Regions from separate parts of the Mus musculus genome. Here regions 1, 2 and 4 are each linked to region 3. Evidence: chromatin contacts called from public promoter capture Hi-C data. All regions are on one chromosome and are shown on one strand. The core of a region is the stretch at or near the end of the contact, and the rest is flanking DNA. Distances in the headings are between cores, read along the strand shown.

Evidence for each region. Capture Hi-C pulls out chosen DNA fragments and counts their contacts.
Region 1: a contact with region 3 is called in a promoter capture Hi-C map of liver. A contact is called at or near these places in 1 of 130 datasets of targeted methods (pancreatic cancer cells) and 2 of 9 other capture datasets (adipose tissue and liver).
Region 2: a contact with region 3 is called in a promoter capture Hi-C map of adipose tissue. A contact is called at or near these places in 5 of 39 promoter capture datasets (the C10 cell line, embryonic stem cells, liver and 2 more), 1 of 484 Hi-C or Micro-C datasets (bone marrow-derived macrophages), 4 of 130 datasets of targeted methods (bone marrow-derived dendritic cells, bone marrow-derived macrophages, double positive thymocytes and 1 more) and 3 of 9 other capture datasets (adipose tissue, liver and pancreatic islet).
Region 4: a contact with region 3 is called in a promoter capture Hi-C map of adipose tissue. A contact is called at or near these places in 1 of 39 promoter capture datasets (embryonic stem cells), 59 of 484 Hi-C or Micro-C datasets (3T3-L1-derived adipocytes, the AML12 cell line, B cells and 36 more), 7 of 130 datasets of targeted methods (CD8 T cells, a beta-TC-6 cell line, bone marrow-derived dendritic cells and 4 more) and 3 of 9 other capture datasets (adipose tissue, liver and pancreatic islet).

What each region holds. Positions count from the first base shown.
Region 1 is chr19:34,681,647-34,687,183 of GRCm38.p6, forward strand. The region is part of intron 2 of Slc16a12 (solute carrier family 16 (monocarboxylic acid transporters), member 12); the gene reads right to left. It also overlaps the pseudogene Gm46654. Among named protein-coding and RNA genes, the nearest start is that of Ifit1, 44 kb to the left of the region's middle.
Region 2 is chr19:34,269,287-34,275,199 of GRCm38.p6, forward strand. It overlaps Gm31355 (a long non-coding RNA gene), which reads right to left. Exons shown (of 4, transcript XR_386664.1): 2 at 3,458-3,606. Among named protein-coding and RNA genes, the nearest start is that of Gm31355, 6.0 kb to the right of the region's middle.
Region 3 is chr19:34,504,196-34,510,232 of GRCm38.p6, forward strand. It overlaps Lipa (lysosomal acid lipase A), which reads right to left. Exons shown (of 10, transcript NM_021460.3): 5 at 4,794-4,903; 6 at 2,814-2,950. Among named protein-coding and RNA genes, the nearest start is that of Lipa, 20 kb to the right of the region's middle.
Region 4 is chr19:34,324,948-34,330,590 of GRCm38.p6, forward strand. Fas (Fas (TNF receptor superfamily member 6)) reads left to right here. Exons shown (of 9, transcript NM_007987.2): 9 at 2,046-2,823. The coding sequence ends at 2,377. Among named protein-coding and RNA genes, the nearest start is that of Fas, 37 kb to the left of the region's middle.

The DNA.
Region 1 (5,537 bases), core at 2,750-5,249, 180 kb after region 3:
TATAGTCCAAGGGAGCTTAGTAGGACTCACAGGTAGCACATGAATGCATGGACCTTAGTAGGACTCACAGCTAGCACATGAATGAATTACACCCATGACAGTGAGCATGTGAGAGTCATGGAAAAGGTCTAACTACCCAAGACAGGCCACGCTTTCTTTCTGGACCCAAACTTGTTCCAAAACAGAAAGAGGCAAAGGTACCTACCCTAAGGCTCACAATCTCCATCGCCTATGGTGAGAGTGTGGCACAGAGGAAGAGGACAAGAGGGTTACTCCTAACTTCTGTGCCTTCTCAGGAAGCCGAAGATGGCTCCGTGGATCGTATGCTTCCTGAGCAAACAAGAGGAGCTGAGTTTGGATCCCCAGAACTTGTGGAAAAATTAAGTGTGGCACAATCTACCTGTAACACCAGTGCTAGGGAGAGGAAACCAGGCAGATCCTAGGGTTCTTTGAATGTGTAATTTTAACACACACACACATACATACACACACACACATACACACACACCCTCAACAGCACAGACAATGCACATAAATTACTCAGACAACTGTCGACTTTAATTTGAATGAAAATACATTAGAACTTCTTAAAAACACGAAGCCAGTTTTAATTCGGAGCAGCAAGAAAAGCAAGAACCCTTCAATGAAAATGTAAGGGCCCCATCTGTTGATCTTGCTTCCTTCCCAAGATACTGATATCAAGGATAGTCACTGACAAATATCTGCAAAAGAAGCCATCAGCAGAGCAAACAAGCAACCCATAAAGTGGGAAAAAATCCTCACCAGCTCTCCATTAGACATGGGGCTAATGCCAAGAGTTTATAAAGAACTACAGAAATAAGTAAAAGAATGTCTGGTGTTAATCAGCAAGTGGATCCAGGAGATGGAAAGTTTACAAATGAAGAAATATAAATGGCCAATAAGTATTTTTAAAAAAATGGTTGATATCCCTAGTCATCAGGAAAGTACAAATTAAAACTGCTTTGCAATGCTACCTCATTTTAGCTAACAATCTGACAAATGTTGGCAAGGGTGTGGAGAAAGAGGAACCCTTGTCCACTGCTGGTGGGAGTGCAAACTAGTAAAATCATTGTGAGAATTAGTAGGGCATTTCCTCAAAAAGTTTAAATAGACTCAGCTACACTATACCAGAGCATACACCTCCCAACCTCCATACCATACCACAGAGTTACTTCCACAACCATGTTTATAGTGCTCTACACATAATGGGGAGGAAATGGAACAGATAAATGAACAGTGGAAATGTGGAACACATACCCTATAGAATTTTTGAATTTGAGGTGACCCAAACTCAGAAGACAAAAGCCTTATGCTTCCTCACATGCAGATCCTAGTCTTTACATATGCATTTATACACACATGTAAGTGTGTGCAGAGTCTAAAAAAACTCAAAAGGAGACCAAGAGAGGGGACAAGTAGGTACCTAGAAAGGATGAAAGGTAAGCAAAAGGACACAGGAATACAACAAGAGGTAGATGCTGGGGCCACCACACAAGAGAAGTTAGGGGTAGCAGAAAGGTGGGGGGAATGGGTTGGGGTAAGAATCACTAAAACAAATCATTCAAAATGCAGTAATGATATCTAGTATCTTGTATGCTAATTTAAACTTATTTTGTATCACTGACAATAAATTTCTTTTCTAACAGATCGTTTTCCTACTGCTTTCATGTTTTCCTTTCAGACAATACAAGTTTCAGAGCTGGATCGCTTGGTCCTTTCTCTTCTTGTCACCTCCCAGTTCAAAATGCTTGCACCTCTTAATGGCCAGGATGCTCTTGGATCTTCTGTTGGGTTCAGCACACTTAAGCCTGAGCACAAACTTCTTTGTGGTTTAGGCCATCTTTTGGGAAATTGGCTTTGTTTGCCCATCGTAGCCACTCTGCTTGCAATAATAGCACCACTACCCTTGGGTATACAGGGAATCTTTGCCCTTCTTATACTGGGTAACTTTGTGAGGCTGATACTTGCCACATGTCTTACAAAGAGTCCTTTGGGTTTTAGGAACATTGGCCATCTTTGCAGTAGAAGTGTCTGCGATGAAAAAAGAGACCCAGAGTCTGTGATGGCCACCTCAATTACCAAACAGCAGAGGGCTAATTTAAATTTTTTAATTAAAAAAACAAACACCAATATAGTAAAAGCAATAACTAAAATCTTGTGAAGTCCCCTTCTTCTGCTGCTTCTTGTCTGGAACTAAAATGTCTTATCATCTTCTCCTAACTACTTAGCCTTCAATCAGAATGAGTTGTGAGTTAACGTACATAGCCTCATTATCAAAATGGTTGAGTTATCCATCACCCAGGATTCTCAGTAGAACAGCATTGACTGTGGGGCTGGGCGAGATTCATCCTGTGTGGCAGGATGCTTAGAAGCATCTCCAGCATCTTCTCCAAATGTCTCCAGACATTGCCAACAAGCCTTGGAAACCAAAATGAGCCTGACTGCCGACAAGTGATCTAGTCATCAAGTTTTCCAACCCCTCTTCAGAGCCTTCAAATCCCTCCATGGGTCTCCATCGCCCTTATTGTTCATAATTGACGGCAACACCTTTCCCCTGAACTGTAGCCCAAAGCTCCTAAGTGATGCTTCTCCATTAGCACTTAGCTGTCTTCAGCGCATTCTGCAAACAGTGCCTTCCTAGAACAGATGCTGGCATTTCAAACATTTTAGCCTGACTTGCAAGTCTTTGGTGTCCATGCTCCTTTCTGCCCACTGTTTGCATACTTCACTTCAGTCACCTCTTTCTACCTCGTTCAACACAGTCCCTGTGTATTATGCACGTCCGTACATTATAGCTTTTTCTGTGATTCTCCTCTAAGTGCTCGTTTTAATCTCAGATAGTTAGCCATTCCACACCTCCAGGAAATCCTCCTTGACTGCTCCCTTATTGCTCAAGACAGGAATGGATGCTTCTCGTACTCGTCCTCTACATGTGGCATGCTCATCTGTGGTCTGGCAACTCCCTTTCCACTTGTTTGTATTGTCCACTAGACGTTGCGCTGTGACAGAGGAAGACATATATGTCTTAGTTCACACTAAATTCCAAACATCTAGTATAGTATCTGTCATGAATTGGGTGCTTATAAAAATTGTTCAACAGAAGAAGACAATGAAGGAAGGTGAAAGAGGAAGGAAGAATGAAAGAAGGATGAAGGAAGAAGGAAGGAGGGAGGGAGGGAGGGAGGGAGGGAGGGAGGGAGGGAAGAAGGAAGGAAGGAAGGAAGGAAGGGAGGGAGGGAGGGAGGGAGGGAGGGAGGGAGGGAGGGAGGGAGGGAGGGAGGGAGGGAGGGAGGGGAGCCCCTTGATAGAGAATCTGACTGGAATGTAAGGAAGTGAAAGGCTCCACTGGAGAGAGAGGAGGAAGATAGGGTGGCAGTGCCACCAGAGGGCACTGCAGAGGCAAGCTGGAGCATCCAAACAGGCTATGAAAACACAGAATGAATCACCACTATCAGTGAAAAAGGTGCAGAAGTGACAGTAAAGAGTAGTTGAGAAAATGGCAAGATATTTTGAAATTATAAACCAGTCTCTTCACCAAATCGCTCTGGGGAACATAATATTACTGTGCTGTCCCTTGTGATTTCTTAAAAATTTTGCTTTGCCTTTTTTTTAAATTAATTAAGTTATTTATTTATTTTACATCCTGATTGCAGTGTCCCCTCCATCCTCTCTTCTCAGTCCCTCTCTCTTATCTCCCATCCATCCCGCCATCCATCTCTCCTCCCCTTCTCCTCAGAGATGAGGACGCCTCCCATGGGTATCAGCCAGCTTTAACATAGCAAATTGTAGCAAAATCAGGCACATCTTCTTCTTTTATTGAAAAGAAGCCCAGTAAGGAAAAAGGGATCTGAAGGCAGGCAATGTAGTCAGACAGCCCCTGCTCCCACTTTAGGAATCCCCTATGAAGACCCAGCTGCAGAACTGTTGCATATGTGCAGAGGGCCTAGGTCAGACTGATGCATGCTCTCTGGTTGGCAGTTGAATCTCTGTGAACCCCTGAGGGCACAGGTTATTTGATTGTTTCTGAAATGAGTTGACTAGTCCTATCAGTAAAACTTTGGATCTGAAAATCATTTCTGGAAAGTTGAGAACCTTAGTCAGAGGTCAAAGTTCAATGACCACATCCACCTTTATGAGCATTTCAACACTCATGAAGTTCAGAAAGATGGTTATGTCACTCAATGGGAAGAGGACCAAGTGACAAATGAAAAATAATTAAGTGAAAAGAAATAATACGGTCATTTTTCACCTCTTTAAAAAAGGAGAGAAATGACCATAGAGCTTTCCCGTTGAGGAAGGTTTGTGTTGTAAGATTTAAAATCCAGGGATATCTGAAATAAATTGAATTGTAATAGGAGCACACATGCATCCGGATGCTTGCAATAACAAGAGTCAGGAAAGCAAAGCTCTTATTCCAGATTCATACCCACGGAAACAGTGAGTGAGGAAGCTTGCTGATCTCTCAGGGTTCCAATTTCTTCATCTAGAGAGCAAGCATTTTTATAAGCATGACTCACAAAGATCAGAATGATGCATCTCATGTTGTCTCTTCAGCCTTTGGGGTCTGATAGGACTTGTTCCCCAAAATATAGAAACAGATCACAACCAGTGTCATCACTTATAACCAAACCCCCTTTCTTAAAGATGATCTGACTCAACAGGTCAATGAGCTTTATGACCTGTTAAGCTCAAGCTCACCACTGCTCTGACACTGTCCTAGCTACGCTAAGTTGGATCAAGAACTGACTCACAGCGATGTTGTAGACGACTAGCTAAAATCTCTGTCATATCCCTTGACTAATCCTATAATGTGGTGGGGAATGACTTCACGAAAACTATCTGAAAGCATGCCAACAAGGACAAAGTAAATGCTCGGTAACGTTACAATCACTTCATTTTTATCCTGACTCAAAAGGGTTTGAAAAAATCTCCAAAACTCCAAAGAACTCCAGAAATTTATTTCTACTCAGTTTATTTGAACTCAGGAAATCTAGGCAACACAAAGTCTCAAACCTAGGATATTGTTTTGTTTGAATATTTAAATAAAATTTTTGTTTCTAAAGTAACCATTCAAGTTGTTAATATATGTAGATAATTCATGTAATTGCACTTTAAATATGATCCTTAAGTTAATAATGTATTTTGATAAAGACATCTTAAAGAAAAAAGAAATAATCAATACATAGTAATAAGTAGAAGATATAAATAAATAATAATGACTGCTTTCATTGCCTGTTGAACTTTAAAATTTAAGTTTTTTCAAAGTACAAGGCTAGAGCTGAGATAGAATGTTTAAATGACTTGAGTTATAATTATAGCATTGTTTATAAAAGCAAAAACCAGAAGACGATATAAAATCACATCAATAAAAATGTATCAAATAATTGTAGATAAAAGTATGTGATAGAATTCCTCTTTTTTTTTTTTGTATAGAATAGAGATTATTCAGAGCATGGGGAGGGCAGTTAAGAGGGTAGCAGAGACAGAGAAAGGCAGAGAGAAGGAGAGAATAGAGA
Region 2 (5,913 bases), core at 20-2,519, 240 kb before region 3:
TAAAATGAAACAACACCTCCTAAGCCTCTCAAATTAAAACAGATCAGCTTAAATTTAGCTGTGGTCTGGGCTTTGGGCAGCCAGAATCTGAGAGCTTAGTTAGTGTTGATACAGTAGTGATACGGCACAAAGGAAGTTCAGGAACATGAATGATATCCTCTCATGATCACTCTACCAACAAGTAATATAATATCTGAAATGGTTCAGTGAGCTCAGTCATTTTCTGACTGGTTCCCACATGCGGCCTGTCATTCTGGCGTCTCCCCTGCCTTCTTATATAGCATTTGAATATTTTTTTCTATATTTACTACTTTGTACATTAGCGTTTCACACTTTCCTTCTTTAATTTTGAAGGAGTTGCTCCAAGGATTACAATATACATGTTTAAACAGTGACTGCCCACTCGGAATCTATACTGACTCACTGATAGAAATACTTAAAACCCTCCGGGAGCCCGTGCGCATGCTCCTTCATGTAGACCCTGCTCATATAATGGCAGAACTTTCCTCCAGTATTTCCTCTGTCTTTCTGATGTTACATATATGCCATCGAAGCAAGCATTTCTGATTTGGTTCCCAAGGTCTGTCTAACTGAGAATCCCAAAGGCAATTCTGCAGCATTCTTAGGTATTTTGAATAACAGACTAAAGATCGTGAGCCTGAATATGTGTATGTTTACATATAAGGCCAAGCTGCTGGGGGAAAAAATCATTGACTGATACAGAAACAAAGTTGAACTGATAGGGAATTTTCAAAACCAAACATGCGATCTTTAGTCTTTCTAAAAGTGCTTTTAATGTCTCTGTTTCATTCCTCAACTTTCATTTCCCCAGCCATTCATGGCATGCCAGTGTGTCTCTCCTCCTTAGGGACCATCACTGGAGTTACAGAAAGTTCTGGGCTGCCACGTGGGTGCTTGGGACTGAAGTCAGAATCTCCACAAGAGCAGCAGGCACTCTTGAGTGCTGAGCCACATCTCCATGTCTGCAGTTTTCAGAGAAGCAGGAAGTGCAACGGTTCTAGTAAAGAAAGTGATTGGGCAATCCCAAAAGTTTCCAGGAGGGGGGCAGTTGTGAAACTCTTCCATGCAGTTCAGAACGAAGAAAACAGTTCATTAGATATGATTCCTTCTGCATCCTCTCTCTAAAGAAAAGCACATTGCTTCATCCCCAACAGCCAATCAGTTTATCAGAGTCAGGCACTGATACCTAGAGTGTGAGGAGTAGGTGCGGCCGCCGCCCCAAGATGGCGCTTGGAAGGCTGCCAGGTCTTATGACCTGCTTCTGACTTCCTCATTACCTCAGACTTAGCTACATCCCAGCCGCCTGCACTGCGCAGATGCCATGCCTCTTCAGCTCGCCTTGCTGTGAACCAATGGACTGCTGTTACGTGATTGGGGGGGGGGGGGGAGTTGGGGGGGTGATTTGGAGGAGTCAGTAGTGTATTTAACGTGTCCGAATTCCCTTTCCTCATTGCAATAAACCTGCTTGAAGACAACGTGGTGTTGCGTCTTTCCTGCTGGTCAGGGTGGATGTGACACTAGAGCATGGTCTTTATCATTTTTGCATCTCATAGCAGAATACCTAGCAGACACAAGCTAAGGGAAGGGGAATATTTTGCTTTACATTTTTAAAAATCAGAAACAGTGAGTTAAGTGTGTGTGTGTGTGTGTGTGTTTGTGTGTGTGTGTCTGTGAGTGTGCACGCGCACGCGCACGCGAGCATGTGCATGCCTGTGGAAATCAGAGGTCAATGTTCCGGAGTCAGTTCTTCTGTTGTAGCTTGTTAGGAAGGCATCTTGTTTCTTCTTTGATACATATTCTAGGCTGCTGGCCATGAGCTTCTGAGACATTGTCCTGTCTCTGCCTCCCATCTCAGCACTCTCGTGCTGAGATCAGATACGTGTTGGTGCATCTGACTTTGTTAGATGGGTCGCAGGGACTGATGGAACCAAGGACCTCAGGCTTGCTAAGCAAGAGCTTTTACCCACTGAGCTGTATTACTAGCCCCAGCGCCTTAGCCAATTACACTTTAAAGTTAGGGTTGAAACACTGACATGACTCATAAATGATAAGAAATAACGATACAAAGTAGCTTGGCTACTTGATAAAGGAGTAAAGTTCTTAAGACTTAATTAGTCACCTGGTTATTCGGTTAGGCTCTCAAGCCATATCTCTAGGATAGCAATGCAAGCAGAGACCACTCTTGGTCTCCCATAAAGAATGTCTGTGGGAGGGGGGAGTTACTTTAAATTAATGACTTAGGTATTAAAAGTAAGATTAAACCTAAAGCCCTATCCATCGTCTTGAAAACTTTGGAAAGAGCAGCCCCGTCATAGAACGCAACTTGTTAAGAACTTAGGTGGGTCAGCTAAAGGTTAGGAAGCAATAAAAAATGTTCCTGCGAATTCCATCTGACCTTGGCAAAGTTGCTTTAGGCTTTGTTTGGTAAAAATAAACTCCGTTCTCCTAATTAGGAAGCAGTTTTTGGAACCTGACAAAAATCCTAATGTTCTGGGGTCAGGACATATGTGGCATGTGGCCGCTGTTTCAGTAAAGCTTGAAGTTACTGAGAGAAGCTGGTGACGGGAATTCTTCTGAAAACAACAACAACAACAACAACAACAACAACAACAACAACAACAAAGCCCCAGAGACTATTATTATTGATTTCTATGGATCTAAAGAGTAGGAAGATATGCTGCTGGTTTTCAAGTTATTTTATTTTATTTATTTACTCTGAGAATTGCGTTTGTCTGTGCAATGTATATTTCTCACATCCCCCTCTCCCTCCAACTTCTCCAAGACTCCTTCATTTGTTTTCTAACTCTTGTCTTCTGCTTTTTCGTTGTAATCCGCTGAGTCCAGTTAGCACTGCCAGGATGCCCAATATAGCATGATCAACACCCTTGAAGAAAACTGAACCTCTGTGCTCAGAAGCCATTATCTGTCAATAACTTTCAATTAGCCTATCCATGGATGCTAGAACACACCACAGACACACACACACACGCACACGCACACGCACACGCACACACCACACACGCACACACGCACGCACTGCCAGAAGAATTTGTGTTATGTTTGCTGTAGAGGAGACAGAAAAAAATAATATCTCTGCCCTTTCTCCATTCTCAGTATTGAGATAAGCCAGAAATCTCAGATGCAGAGAAAAGAGCCCACAATAGCAAGGGCCTAGAGACCAGTGGGGCTTCCTGAAAACACTTCTCTGAACTCTGAAATGAGCAGAATTTAGACCCTGACTGCTTTTCTCCCAAACTAAAAATTTCATGAGGGTAAGAAATTTGAAAACAGCTATCACATTTATTATTTAGCGTGTCTGTGTGTCTGTGTATCTGTATATGTGGGTAGAAATGTGAATTCGAAAAACAGAAGACTACATGCAAAAGTCGATTTTTTTCCACCACCTTGTGAGACCCTGGGATTGAACTCCACTCACCAGCAAGGAAGTGTCATCTGCTGAGCTGTCTGGCAGATACTTTTCTCTGTTTTCTTCATTGTTCCATCTTCACAAGGGACCAACCCGTTTATCAATGGGTTCTTGATCAATAGTCTCAAAGAATGGTCAACACCTGGTGTAATCCTATCCTGCTCAGGTAGGAAGAGACAGCATCAATCCTTGGCAATCCACAACTTTGGAGCCTCGACTGCTTTGGAGTTCTCTCTTCCCTTAGCCTTGAGGTGTGTTTGGAGTAGAATTAGCATATTGGATTAGCTCTGCAGTGCTAACTCACAGAGACACACAACTGGAGTTAGAGGCTTAACCCTGAATGCCAAGGCTGTAGCATGGCCAATGTCATGGTGTAGGCCTCATTAGGGGTTATTTCACTGATTCCCCAACTGACTGCCATCCAAATCCAAACTCTCCCTCAGACTTGAGGCCAAAACCAAATTGCCCCAACACCGAACCTTATGTTCCCTTCCATATGAGCAGTCTACCACAGACTATCATCCTTAATTAGTTATAGCAATTATGTAGTGTATAAGGAAATGTGTTAACAAGTTACACTGTCACACATGGCAGTAAAGGCAAGAGATAATATATAGTCACAGAAACACAGCTTGAATGAAAGACAGTATATTCATTCATCATAAAGATCATGTAAAATGGAGGAAGACAATCATATTTAAATGCCCTTTATATTCTATTTTTGATTTCAGAAGTCTGTAATTTTAACTTCCTTCATCAGTAACCTGACAATGACTAACATTATCAGTCAGTTATGTGTGTTGAATATGGGTAGACCCCTAGTGATAATTACAAATTTGAAAAATGCACTAAGTATTCAGAGTGGTGACACTTTCAACTAATCTGAGGCTGCAAAAGAAAGACAATAGCAAAAAAAATGTGTTGGATTTTTTTTTAATTAAGCAAATCAAAGCATAAATGTATGGATTTAGCTAGAAATGAAGTTTGCAAGTAGAAATCTTTCACTAAATATACTAAACTTGCCTTAGAGGCTTAACACAATATGATGTCTATAGTGGGGTTACACTGGAGTTTCACTTAACTCTGGGTGAGGAGATTTTTGCCTGTGCCCTCCAGATTTCTTTAAGCAATCAGAAAACAAACAAACAAACAAACAAACAAAAAACAAAAAAAAACAAAAACTGTAAACTCTTAGGGAATCTGATAGAAGAAGCTGAGTGATTCATTTGATTGTCCAATTGCTTTTTTAGCAACCAATGAATTATTACTTTCTTTTTTTCCCCATTTTTTATTAGGTATTTAGCTCATTTACATTTCCAATGCTATACCAAAAGTCCCCCATAGCCACCCACCCCCACTCCCCTACCCACCCACTCCCCCTTTTTGGCCCTGGCGTTCCCCTGTACTGGGGCATATAAAGTTTGCATGTCCAATGGGCCTCTCTTTCCAGTGATGGCCGACTAGGCCATCTTTTGATACATATGCAGCTAGAGTCAAGAGCTCCGGGGTACTGGTTAGTTCATAATGTTGTTCCACCTATAGGGTTGCAGATCCCTTTAGCTCCTTGGGTACTTTCTCTAGCTCCTCCATTGGGAGCCTGAATTATTACTTTCATGAAGAGTTTTTGAGTAATTAGGAAAGAAAACTCTCAGGGGACAACACTGAAGCTGATTGATTGATCGATTGATTGCTCCCCCTGGTAACTGATGAATGATTACTTTCATGAAGAATTGTTCATATGTTTTAAAAGTTATGCAAGCTCTTGATAACCTCTTTCACACAAGCATAAAAAAATTAGAAAATGACTCTGCATGTGTTTGTTGGCTTTTGCAATGAGGTGTCAGCTGCACACTGTTGTACCTGCTTTGAACACAAATTTTTATCAAACTTACTGTCCCCTGTCAAAAGGGGGGAGGGGTTAAGAGAGGGAAAATGTTTTGCTCAGTTGGAACCAATGTAAAGAGAAAGAAGAAAGGCCAACTGGGAAGGCCCATGCTAAGATCTGGATACAGGAAGAGAATACTCAATTGCCAGTATGCCATACTGCCAAGGAATGGAGAGAAGATTCTCTATGTGATCACCCTAAGGCAGCCAGTGTGGGTGATTAAATTCAATCTTCTCTGCTACTATACCATGTTAGAATCTTCATCTTCAGCTACATTGCCTTAATTATTTCCTATGATACCTGAGATTATAGGACACTTCCTCCTTTTTAATGTCTAGAATTTTACCTCTTCTTTATCATTATTTTATTCATGATAAGGTGTAAATGAAAGGGTTTGCTTTTAGAATTTGAGTAAGAATTTTAGACAATGAACAGAAAAATAAGTAGAAATTACACATGATGCACTTGAAATACAAAGTTAAAAGGTGGGAGCCTGATAGAGCTGCACATACCAAAGAGGGAGCAGTTGGTGTTTTATATCACCTTAGAACTGAAGGGAAGAGAGGCTGCAGAAGGATGC
Region 3 (6,037 bases), core at 331-2,830:
CTTCAAAGGATTAGAGGGGAACACTTTGCTGCCGCAAAAGCAACATGTATTTTTTTTAGAGAAGCTAATTCAAATATGTTGTAAATATGGCTCACTTTTTTGTTTGTCTGTTTTTTGTTTTCCTTGTTTTGTTTTGTTTTGTGAGTTTTTGTTTAAACTTTCCCAGTGTGTGCCATAAACCACTCTAGTCTGAAATCATGGTTCCCAAATGCCAGGCCCACCGTCTTCATCAGAATCACAGAGAATGTTTTAAAAACACAGATCCCTGCCCGGCAGTGGTGGCGCACTTAATCCCAGCACTCGGGAGGCAAAGGCAGGCAGATTTCTGAGTTCGAGGCCAGCCTGGTCTACAGAGTGAGTTCCAGGACAGCCAGGGCTACACAGAGAAACCCTGTCTCGAAAAACCAAAACAAACAAACAAACAAACAAACAAACAAAAAACGCAGATCCATGATCCCCACTCCAGAATTTACAAAATGTAGTATCAAAGTGGACTGGGAGGAGGTGTGACATTTCTACATTGACAAAGCTAACTCATAAACTCTAGGGAACAAGCTAGACTTAGAACATTCATTCCTACAGCAGCAACCACATTCCCCTGTCTCTACTCTAGAGATGCCCCCCACCAGCCTGAATGTCCACAGCAGTCCAGCTAATTAATAGCAGGTCTTTATAATCAAAAGCTGTCTATGGAACACTTAATAAGAAAATCAAATCCCAGGCAAGCTGTCCCTGGGAGATAAGCAACATGCAGAACAATCTATAGAATTGGATACCATCCACATTGAAACAAAACGATACATCTCTCTTGGTGCATCTCTATGTGCATACATTCATATGTGGCGTCTGTAGGCAAAGACCTCTAAACCGAGTAATCCTAAAGAAAGGACTTATGGAGGTGGCCTAGTAGTCAGGAAGTACGTGTAATTTCTAAAGTGTTTGTAATGCAAATCAGCACTATTAACAAAGACTGTCAAAACAAAGTTTTATCAGCATGTTTGCTGGTGCAATGACTTCCTACCACAACAGTCTGACTAAATTACTGTAGCTCTTTATAACCCAAAACCTACCAAGTAGCAGTTAAAACGACAACGAAGCATAAGACAGTGATTCTTCCACCTCAGTAGCTGTCAGGTTTTGAGATCAGAGGAAAGTACATCCTTCCTGTGAGAGACTTTCAAAACGGCCTGAGAGGGGTGGGGAGCTTTGTTACGCGTACCTTGAAGTAATGAGTCACTTAATATCACGGAGACGTTCTAAGAACCAAGTTCTCAAGCAATGTGATCATTGTGCAACTCTCTCACAGTAATATCCTTACACAATCCTAGGTGGTACAGGTTACTTGACACAGCCTCTTGGTACAATCAAAAGACGTGGTGAATGTGAGACTCACAAGTCCACTGCTGTCACATCGTGCTACGTGCCTTTGCAATAAGCATTTTTGCAAGACCAAAGAGTACATGCTACGATAATGATTAAAAGGAAAGGGGATGAATAAATCAGTAGTCGGTATTATCAAGTATGACATTATTCTGGCTTGCTTTTAGTTGCTGTTGTGAAACACTAACCAAGAGCAAACTGGGAGAGAAAAGGCCGTAGTTCATCTTACACATCCAGCTCACATTCCATCATTGACAAAGTCAGAGAAGGAGTTAAGCTGAGAATCACTGAGCTTCTCACCGATTCACACACACAGGCTAATGCTTGGGCAGCTTTCTTATACAACCCAGGACCATCTGCCCCCAGATGACACTGCCCCCAGTGGCCTGGGACCTCCTGTATCAATTATTTGTCAAGACAATCCCCTACAGACACGCCACAAGTCAATGTGATTTAGATAATTCCTCAATTAGGACTCTTCTTAAATGATCCTAGGCGGTGTCTAGTTGGCACTTACAGCCAACTATGACATAAATAACGTGCAAAACTATATGGCTGACACTTTCAGATAACTCTTGTCACCATAAATTATTGTATACTAGCATCACCACAAATTGTGAATTGTATGTTAGGCTATGATGTCATTAGTGGATAGGTAGTTTTCAGCTTCACTGTAATCTGTTAGGACCACAATCCAATGCACGGTTTCTCATTGTAAAAAACCCATTACAGGGCTGGAGGTATGACTCAGCCACTAAAGGTTAGGCTCACAACCAAAACATGAAAATAAACCCACGTACACAGCATATGACTGTTGATAATGCTGTATAGGATTTCACATGCATTTGTGTCTATATATAATACATAAGAGAGGAATAATGGACTAATCAGTCTTAAAGAACTCATACTCCTTCTCCTGAGTGCTGTTTCCCCCTCTGAATACAGCTTAGAGTTGCATAGCTTTGGGGCTAAGCACTAATATGCTTACGGGTCATATTCTAAAATATGCTCTATTAAGATAATGTCCTAGATTGTATTCTGCATGGCTAGGGACAGGCACATAGGAATGGCACATATCCTGTCACCTACCTCCTGTCCACTCCTGCACACCCTCATGCCCTATGGATGAAAAGCACTTAGAACACTTAAGGTACCTTTCCAAAGACTTCCTTGTACCCTCCTTGTACAGTGGGTAGGGAACTGGACGAACATGTTCACTAAGAAAACATGCCACTGAGTGTTGAGTTAACGGGACAGACCCCTAGCTGCCTCTGTGGTGGAGCGGGGTGGGGGGTGGGGTAGGTGAAGGCAAGCACACCCACTGATCTCGTAAGAGCAGGTACAGAGGACACTGCCATTTCTCCTCTAATGACCAATTTCTCAGCTCAGAAGAGAGTATCTGAGGAGAAGCGAAACTGGTGGGGCCCAAGTACCTTGAGAAGAGGGTCTGGCAAGCGTCCCAATTGAAGTAGCGGGCCTGAAGCAAAATTGAGAGACAACACGGGAGCCAAGACTAAAAACATTTTAATCTTCTTTGCCAACTCAGGCATCTGTGAAAAAGCTATGAAACCTGCAGAGCAAAAGAAAGAATTAGCTAGATCTTCAAGGAATTCCTCACAAAAGAACATGTGAATGGTCAGCCATTGTAACCTACAGAGGAAGCCCAGTAACTATGCAAGTGACGCTTCCCTTGTACACTTGAACAGAGTTCCTAAAACGCTCTGGCTCAGAAACACTGAATTTGGTTCTAGATTTAAGTCTACAATATGCACAGAAAAAAGATAAGAGAATGGAGCTGGAGAGATGGCTTGGCGGTTAAGAGCACTGCTGCTCTTCCAAAGGTCCTGAGTTCAATTCCCAGCAACCACATGGTGGCTCACAACCATCTGTAACGAGATCCGGCGCCCTCTTCTGGAGTGTCTGAAGACAGCTACAGTGTACTTACATATAATAAATAAATAAATCTAGAAGAAGAAGAAGAAGAAGAAGAAGAAGAAGAAGAAGAAGAAGAAGAAGAAGAAGAAGAAGAAGAAGAAGAAGAAGAAGAAGAAGAAGAAGAAGAAGAAGAAAGAAGCAGCAAAAAGTCTTCCCTGTTCCCATGGCAACATGAACCTCTACAGCTCCACCCCACAGGTCTACTTCTCCCCTGCTTTCCATTCCTAATTTGCAGACCATCCAAGCAGAACACCAGTGTCTCAAAAACCACATTTGGACTCCCGTTGCTGGAAAGTATCTTTTACACACCTCTTAGATCACCCGCTGCTACCCGTCCCTAGGACACACCATGGATTTTTAACAGACACGAAAGAAGTATTATTAATTACGACCGTCCAGCTCTATTTCCTGGAAGGCAGGGCAATCTAATAACATGTTAACACTCAAGCTTTTTCCTTTGTGAGTCTCCATGCAGAATGTATTCCATGTGTCTCGAATAAGACAGTGCTAGTGAACACCTAATGTCATTATCTAAGAAATGATGGAATATGTTTCCATGCTTGTAAAAATTTAGTGTTGATTTGCAGTTTTTAAACTTTGTAAAATTTTGTACTTGTATTTAATAATAATAATAATAATAATAATAATAATAATAAACATATTGAACTGAGAAAACAGCTTACTCCATAAAGTGCTTGCCATACAAACAGAACTTGAGTTTAATCCCCAAAGCCCATGTCACAAAGCCACGTGTGGTGGGCTGCACTTTGAGTTTCAGCACTGGGATGGCAGGAATAGGTAAATCTTTTTTGAGGCTGGCTGGCCAGACAATCTAGCCTATTTAGTGTCTAGACTTTATCTCAAAAGAACAAGACAGACAATGCTTGAGGGAGACAGCTAAGACCAGGCCTGTACAACACATTGGCCACACATACACAAACACACACACTTGAAAACATGTTAGTTTTATAATACATGAACAAAACATGCAAATAGCTTCCCAAAGCTATAAAGTATGAGCTGCCATCTCTGTGGTTAGTTATGCTTGACTTAACTTAATTTCTTTGATTACTAAGGTATCTATTTTGGGTGAAGCTACAGGTTAGACCCTGGGATTCAAACATGCTAGGCAACCTCCGAGATGAACCCCGCCTGGGGCAGTTAAGATTTAAGTATATTTTCTTATTGACTCTGTAAGGTTTCTAACACTAGAAAACTTCCCATTTTTCTACCCTCTCACAGTCTTATGTTCCTTAAAACTGGGAAACACATAACATATAGCCTACATCCATTCTTTCAATTTTAAGAAACTTGATAATCTATATTAAATTCTGAATTTCTATAGATTATTACTGAAAATCCCTTGCCCTATTCATGATTTCTGCCTGTTATTTTAAAAAACTCTACTTGAAGTAATGTCATTTTGTGTATTTCACTTCTAAGACACATTGCCTTTGACCTCTTTATTGGATACATACCTATGGTGCAGCCTTGAGAATGACCCACATAATAGATTTGTTCTTGGCCAGTTTTATTCAAAATGTAGTTAATTGAAGCAGGTAGGTCATATTTTGCCATCTCATCAAAACTATAATCCAAAAAACAAAGAACTCTTTAATTGAAATAGCACACAAATATAGAATAGCATGCAGACACTTATCATGAAGTGGTGTCAGCACACAGTGAACATGGCTGAATAATCAATCTTACATGAGTTCAGAACACGAACCAAGGACCAAAGAAGTCCCCAGCATTCCTGCCGAATTGTACACCCTAAAGGTAACACCTTGAAGGTTTGACATTACAATAGCTTGATTCACTGCACACAGTCGGGAAGAAGACACATGTCTTCTTTTATTCCTGGCTTCCTCCATGTTGGTATGGGAGTATAGATGTTTATTCTCATCTTATTATGTTAATATGCCACACTTGATTAACTGAATTTGCTGTGGGTATGCATTTGAGTATTCATTATTATAAACGGTGTTACAATGAACATATTCTAATAACTGCTTTTTGGTAAAAGCTCTCACTCCTGTGATTCAAGACCAGGATGACTCTAGTTTTATCAAAGGAAAGCAAACCTTTAACCATCTACAACGCCAACCTTCTATGATACCTGGCACACTAGGATGTACTCTTTTAACCAGATAGGGGTGTGTTTGTGTGTGTGTGTGTGTGTGTGTGTGTGTGTGTGTTAGCATTCCTTCTAGGCTCTGCCCAACAGTTACCTGCCAACAGCCAGGTAGGCCTGGTTTCCTATAAAAGGGGCTGTTTGGCCCCTCTTCCCTTTCTCTGCCCTTTCTCTCTGACTTTCTTCTCTGCTTGACCCCTTTCTCCCTCTCTCCACCCCCCCACCTCTCTCTCCATGTGTTTCTGGCCGGCCTCTCTTCTATTTCTCTTTCTCTCTCTCTCTCTGTCCTTCTGTCTCTACTCCCTTCTCAACTCCCCTTCCCATGCCCTAAATAAACTCTATTCTGCACTATACCTGTACTTTCTTCATGTACCCCTCCCACTTCACCATACTGCACTCTTCAAATATATCCTGACCTTTTTTATAAAACACAACAGTGTATGTATGTATATCTGCGTGAACATGTGTGTGAGACTCTATGTGTGTATGTGAGTATGTGTATATGTGTGTGTGTGAATGTATGTGTATGTGTGGATATGAGTGTGAGTCTGTATATATATGTGTCTGCGAGTATATGTGTATGGATGA
Region 4 (5,643 bases), core at 2,109-4,608, 180 kb before region 3:
GAAGGGTGTTGTTTCCCTAATTTCTTTCTCAGCCTGTTTATCCTTTGTGTAGAGAAAGGCCATTGATTTGTTTGAGTTAATTTTTTTTCTTTGAATATTTTTTCTTTTTTATTTTTTTTCCATTTTATTAGGTATTTAGCTCATTTACTTTTCCAATGCTATACCAAAAGTCCCCCATACCCACCCCCCCCCACTCCCCTACCCACCGACTCCCCCTTTTTGGTCCTGGTGTTCCCCTGTACTGGGACATATAAAGTTTGCAAGTCCAATGGGCCTCTCTTTCAAGTGATGGCCTATTAGGCCATCTTTTGATAAATATGCAGCTAGAGACAAGAGCTCTGGGGTACTGGTTAGTTCATATTGTTGTTCCACCTATAGGGTTGCAGTTCCCTTTAGTTCCTTGGGTGCTTTCTCTAGCTCCTCCATTGGGGGCCCTGTGATCCATTCAATAGCTGACTGTGATCATCCACTTCTGTGTTTGCTAGGCCCTGGCATAGTCTCACAAGAGACAGCTCTATCTGGGTCCTTTCAGCAAAATCTTGCTAGTGTATGCAATGGTGTCAGCGTTTGGAAGCTGATCATGGGATGGATCTCTGGATATGGCAATCACTAAATGGTCCATCCTTTCGCCACACTTCCAAATTTTGTCCCTGTAACTCCTTCCATGGGTGTTTTGTTTCCTATTCTAAGAAGGGGTAAAGTTTCCACACTTTGGTCTTCGTTCTCTTGAGTTTAATGTGTTTAGCAAATTGTATCTTATATCTTGGGTATGCTAAGTTTCTGGGCTAATATCCACTTATCAGTGAGTACATATTGGAGTTAATTTTATATGTGCATCTCTTTCTTAATGTTAGGGAAGTTTTCTTCTATAAATTTGTTGACGATATTTACTGGCCCTTTAATCTGGGAATCTTTGCTCTCTTCTATACCTGTTTTCATTAGGTTTGGTCTTCTAATTGTGTCCTGGATTTCCTGGATTTTGGGGGTTACTAGCTTTTTGTTTTTTCATTTTCTTTTACTGTTGTGTCAATGTTTTCTATGGTATCTTCTGCAGCTGAGATTCTCTCTTCTATCTTTTGTATTCTGTTGGTGATGCTTGCATCTATGACTCCTATTCTTTTCCTAGGTATTTTTATCTCCAGGGTTATCTCCCATTTGGAATTTCTTTATTGCTTCTGTTTCCATTGTTAGATCCTGCATGGTTTTATTCAATTCCTTCACCTGTTTGGTTCTGTTTTCCTGTAGCACTTTAAAGGATTTTTATGTTTCCTCTTTAAGGGCTTCTAGCTGTTTTTAAAGGAGTTATTTATGTCCTTCTGAAAGTCCTCTATTATCCTCATCATGAGATGTGATTTTAAATCAGAGTTTTGCTTTTCTTCTGTGTTGGGATATCCAGGCCTTGCTGTGGTGGGAGAACTGGATTCAGAAGATGCCAAGTAACCTTGGTTTTCCTTGCTTATGTTCTTGCTGTTTGCCTCTCTCCATCTGGTTATCTCTGGTATTAGCTGGTCGTGCTGTCTCTGACTGTGGCTTGTCTCTTCTGCAAGCCTGTGTGTCAGTACTCCTTGGAGACCAATTCTTTTTGGGAGGAATTTGGGTATGGAGAGCTGTGGCACAGGGTCAGTTATGGTGCACAGACAGAAACCAAAAGGATCCCCAGCTATTCCTTTATTCCTGTGTCCTGATGGCTCTGGGTAGGTCCCTCTTGGGCCAGGGATTTGAGAAGAAATGGTGGTCTTACCTGTGCTCACAGGTGTGTCAGCACTGAGAAACCAGATCTTGATGGTATTTGGGTATGGATCACTGTGGCACAGGATCAGCTCCTGGAACAGACCAAGCTTCCGATTTCATAAATGAAATAAGAAGATATAAAGATGTCATGCATCATGTCTGGCTCAGAGAGTAAATTATAAAATACTTTAGCAAGTTTGGGAGGACAACTCAAGCTTACCCTAGGGGTCTCACCTAGCGCAGATGTGAACCCGGCTTCTGTAAGGGGGTTTCTCCTAGACAGACATTTTCAGAAACTATTTTCTGTTTTTCAGATCTTAGCTTGAGTAAATACATCCCGAGAATTGCTGAAGACATGACAATCCAGGAAGCTAAAAAATTTGCTCGAGAAAATAACATCAAGGAGGGCAAGATAGATGAGATCATGCATGACAGCATCCAAGACACAGCTGAGCAGAAAGTCCAGCTGCTCCTGTGCTGGTACCAATCTCATGGGAAGAGTGATGCATATCAAGATTTAATCAAGGGTCTCAAAAAAGCCGAATGTCGCAGAACCTTAGATAAATTTCAGGACATGGTCCAGAAGGACCTTGGAAAATCAACCCCAGACACTGGAAATGAAAATGAAGGACAATGTCTGGAGTGAAAACTACCTCAGTTCCAGCCATGAAGAGAGGAGAGAGCCTGCCACCCATGATGGAAACAAAATGAATGCCAACTGTATTGACATTGGCAACTCCTGGTGTGTTCTCTTTGCCAGCAAATGGTAGTTGATACTCAGTGAGGGTCAAATGACTAGCAGGTTCCAGGGACTGCTTCTGTTATTCTCTGCAGTTGCTGAGATGAACCATTTTCTCTGTCTACTGCAATTTTTACATTCAAATGTCCATGAAATTTGTATTAAATGTGAAGTGGAATCTGCAGTGTTTGTGTTTATATTCATATACTATGAACTGAGGAGAATTATAAACTGAAACAAATACTCGCAGTTAATTGAAGACCTTCCATTGATGGACAGTTCTTTTCCTCTCTATGTGGAAATGTATAATAGAAGAAATAATTTTTAAATTAAAGTATCTCTTTTTGCATTTCTATTGCTCTGTTGTCTTGCTTGTTATTCCATTTTTCTTTACTCTAGATGACGACTTAAATGCTACCTGTGCAATGAATGAATCTTTAAAGCTTGAGTTGACCTCTTAGGAGGAAATTCCTTTCCAAAGCCTTTTAATAATTAAATGGTTCATTCTATGGCTGTTACTGTCAAGAATACTTTAGCTTGGCAGATGTCTGATATTCTTGAGGAATCTGATGACCGTGGTCTCAAAAGTGCATTTAAGCAGAAAGATTGCACAGCTTGGGGGATTTGCCTATAGTTTTCTCTGAGGTATGACAGTTTTCTCTGAGGTATGTCCTGTCCAGCTTTCTAGTTGGACAGAGCAGAAGGACAAACCCAGTAGAGTTCAGATATGAAACTCCCACGTTTTAAGGTGAGATTAAGCATAAGAACATCCTGTGCCTTCTTTAATGAGTTTGAACTTGAACCAAGAACTCTGAGTCCCTTTGAAAAGGCTTTGTATTGGAGGATGTGAGTCTCTTCCCCTTGGCTTCACCCAGAGGCTCCGGGAATGACCACTCCCACATCAATAACCATGGCTGTGTTCTGGACTTAAAGTGACCTTTTGCTCCAAAGTTACCTTGCTTCAGTGATTGAATCTTTTTTTTTGTGGTACACATCATGAGAAGGAATACTTATGTCACGTATGGGCTGCAGGAAAAAGGACTATGTACAAAAGGAGGTCAGGGACCCCCATGGGCCTTGCATACTTAAACTTCTAAGCATTCTTCATTAGTAACCACAGAGTCCTCTGGTATTTGACCAGGCCCTATGCAGTACTACATTGTTAGTTTCCATATAGTGATCTCGATATGGCATACAGCACAACATTATTTGCAATTATTTCCCGTGCTCTCATCTGAATGGAAGTTTTCCTGCTTGGATTTTATACCAGGGGCTGGAAGATAACTCAGTAGTAGACCACCTTCTTAGCACCCTTAAGGTTCTTGAATCAATCCTTACTACCCAGGTAAATAAGTAGATAGATAGATAGATAGATAGATAGATAGATAGATAGATGGATAGGCAGGCAGACAGATAATTAGGAACGGAAAGGGGAAGTCTACATAATGCACAGTATTTGTAGTTTCTCCCTAGCTTTTAGAACATCAGTCCACTGTATTCTTGTGTTCATTGTTAATGATATGCCCACTTCTGGTCTAAATATTCCTTTCTAGGCAACTCCTCTCTTTTCCTCTAATAGACTCTGAAGGTTCCTTTACCACACTTTCTTGGTGTTCAGCAATTTAACTTAAAAGAGTTCCAATGTGGATTTATTAATCTCTTTCTCCTCCCCCATTTCCCCTCCCTCTTCTCCCCTTTCTGCTGCTTCTTTCCCTATCCTTCATTATCCCTGTTTTCTTGAGATCTTCCTCTGTGGTCTAGGCTGGCCTGAAATTTGTAGTAATCCTCCTGCTTCACCCTCCTAATTGTTGAGATTATAGTAAACTTAGTTTTAACTCATTTGCTAAGCAGTATGACTTTTATTTTATTTTTTATTTATTTATTTTTATTTATTTATTTATTTGAGATAGGGCTTCTCTGTATAGCCCTGGCTGCCCTGGAACTCACTTTGTAGACCAGACTGGCCTCGAACTCAGAAATTCACCTGCCTCTGCCTCCCAAGTGCTGGGATTAAAGGCATGCTCCACCACTGCCCAGCTATATTTACCTTTATCCCTTGAGATTATAATTATACCATCTCGCCTTCCCTTTCCTCTCTCTAACACCTTCATTTCCCTCTTTCAAACTCATGTCCTTATTTTTCTTTAATGATGCTACATGTGTATATGTTTATGTATATGTATACGTATATGTATATATGAGTGTACACGCACACACACGCACACACACGCATGCATATACCATGTCCTTGCTGTTCTGAAGACTTGGATCTTTTCTCTTTGAATAACTCCTGTATGAGTCCCTCAATTCTTTCCTCCCAGAGTAGAGCATCACCTCCTGTAGCTTTTTGAACTTCTCTCTGCTCTGATTGTTTGAAATTATAGTTTTATATGAAGATCGTATGTAGGGAGATGTTTCATTACTCTCCTCAAATTAACCATTCCCATTTTTTATCGTTTTGTCCACTGTTCGTGACATTTCTAATTATCTGTGAATGCTCACTTATACATATGTTTCTGCTTCCTATTCATGGATATTTTAAGGTTACGTGGAAAGCTGTGTCTATCAGTCTCTTTTCTTGTTGTAAACAAATATCTGGCAAGAAGCAACCAAAGGAAGAAGGCTTGCCTTGTGCTTTGAATGTTCAGTCAGTCTATCATGACAAGGAGGCCAGGGCTGGGGGACCATGGCAACTGGTCAAGCTGTGTCTGTAGCAGGAAGGAGAGACCTTGGAGGGCTGGTGCTCCACCAGCCTTCTTCATTTCCATTTTATTCACACTCGGATCCTGGTTCATGGGATGGGATGGTGTGCAGACTCTCAGTGTGGGTCTTCCCTCTTCTATTAAGCCTATCTGGAGCATACCCACAGGCCTACCTAGAGGTGGGTCTCTTAGGTGATTTTAAATCCAGCCAAGGCTACAGTCACAATCTTATTCCATCATCCTACTTTAAGGAGTCTACAGCTCTTCATGAGTCCTTCCTAAAAATACTTTTAAAATTAAATTTTACTTGTGATCTCATGCTGCCAATCATAAACTCACTGTCCTCACATGGCTCCCAAGAACTTATGCATGTGCACTGTATACACATTTGTGTGCACATGTATATGTCTATGTGCACGTACTGAGATGCCATAGAATAAGAGGTATCCTGATTTAGCATCCTCCACCTTA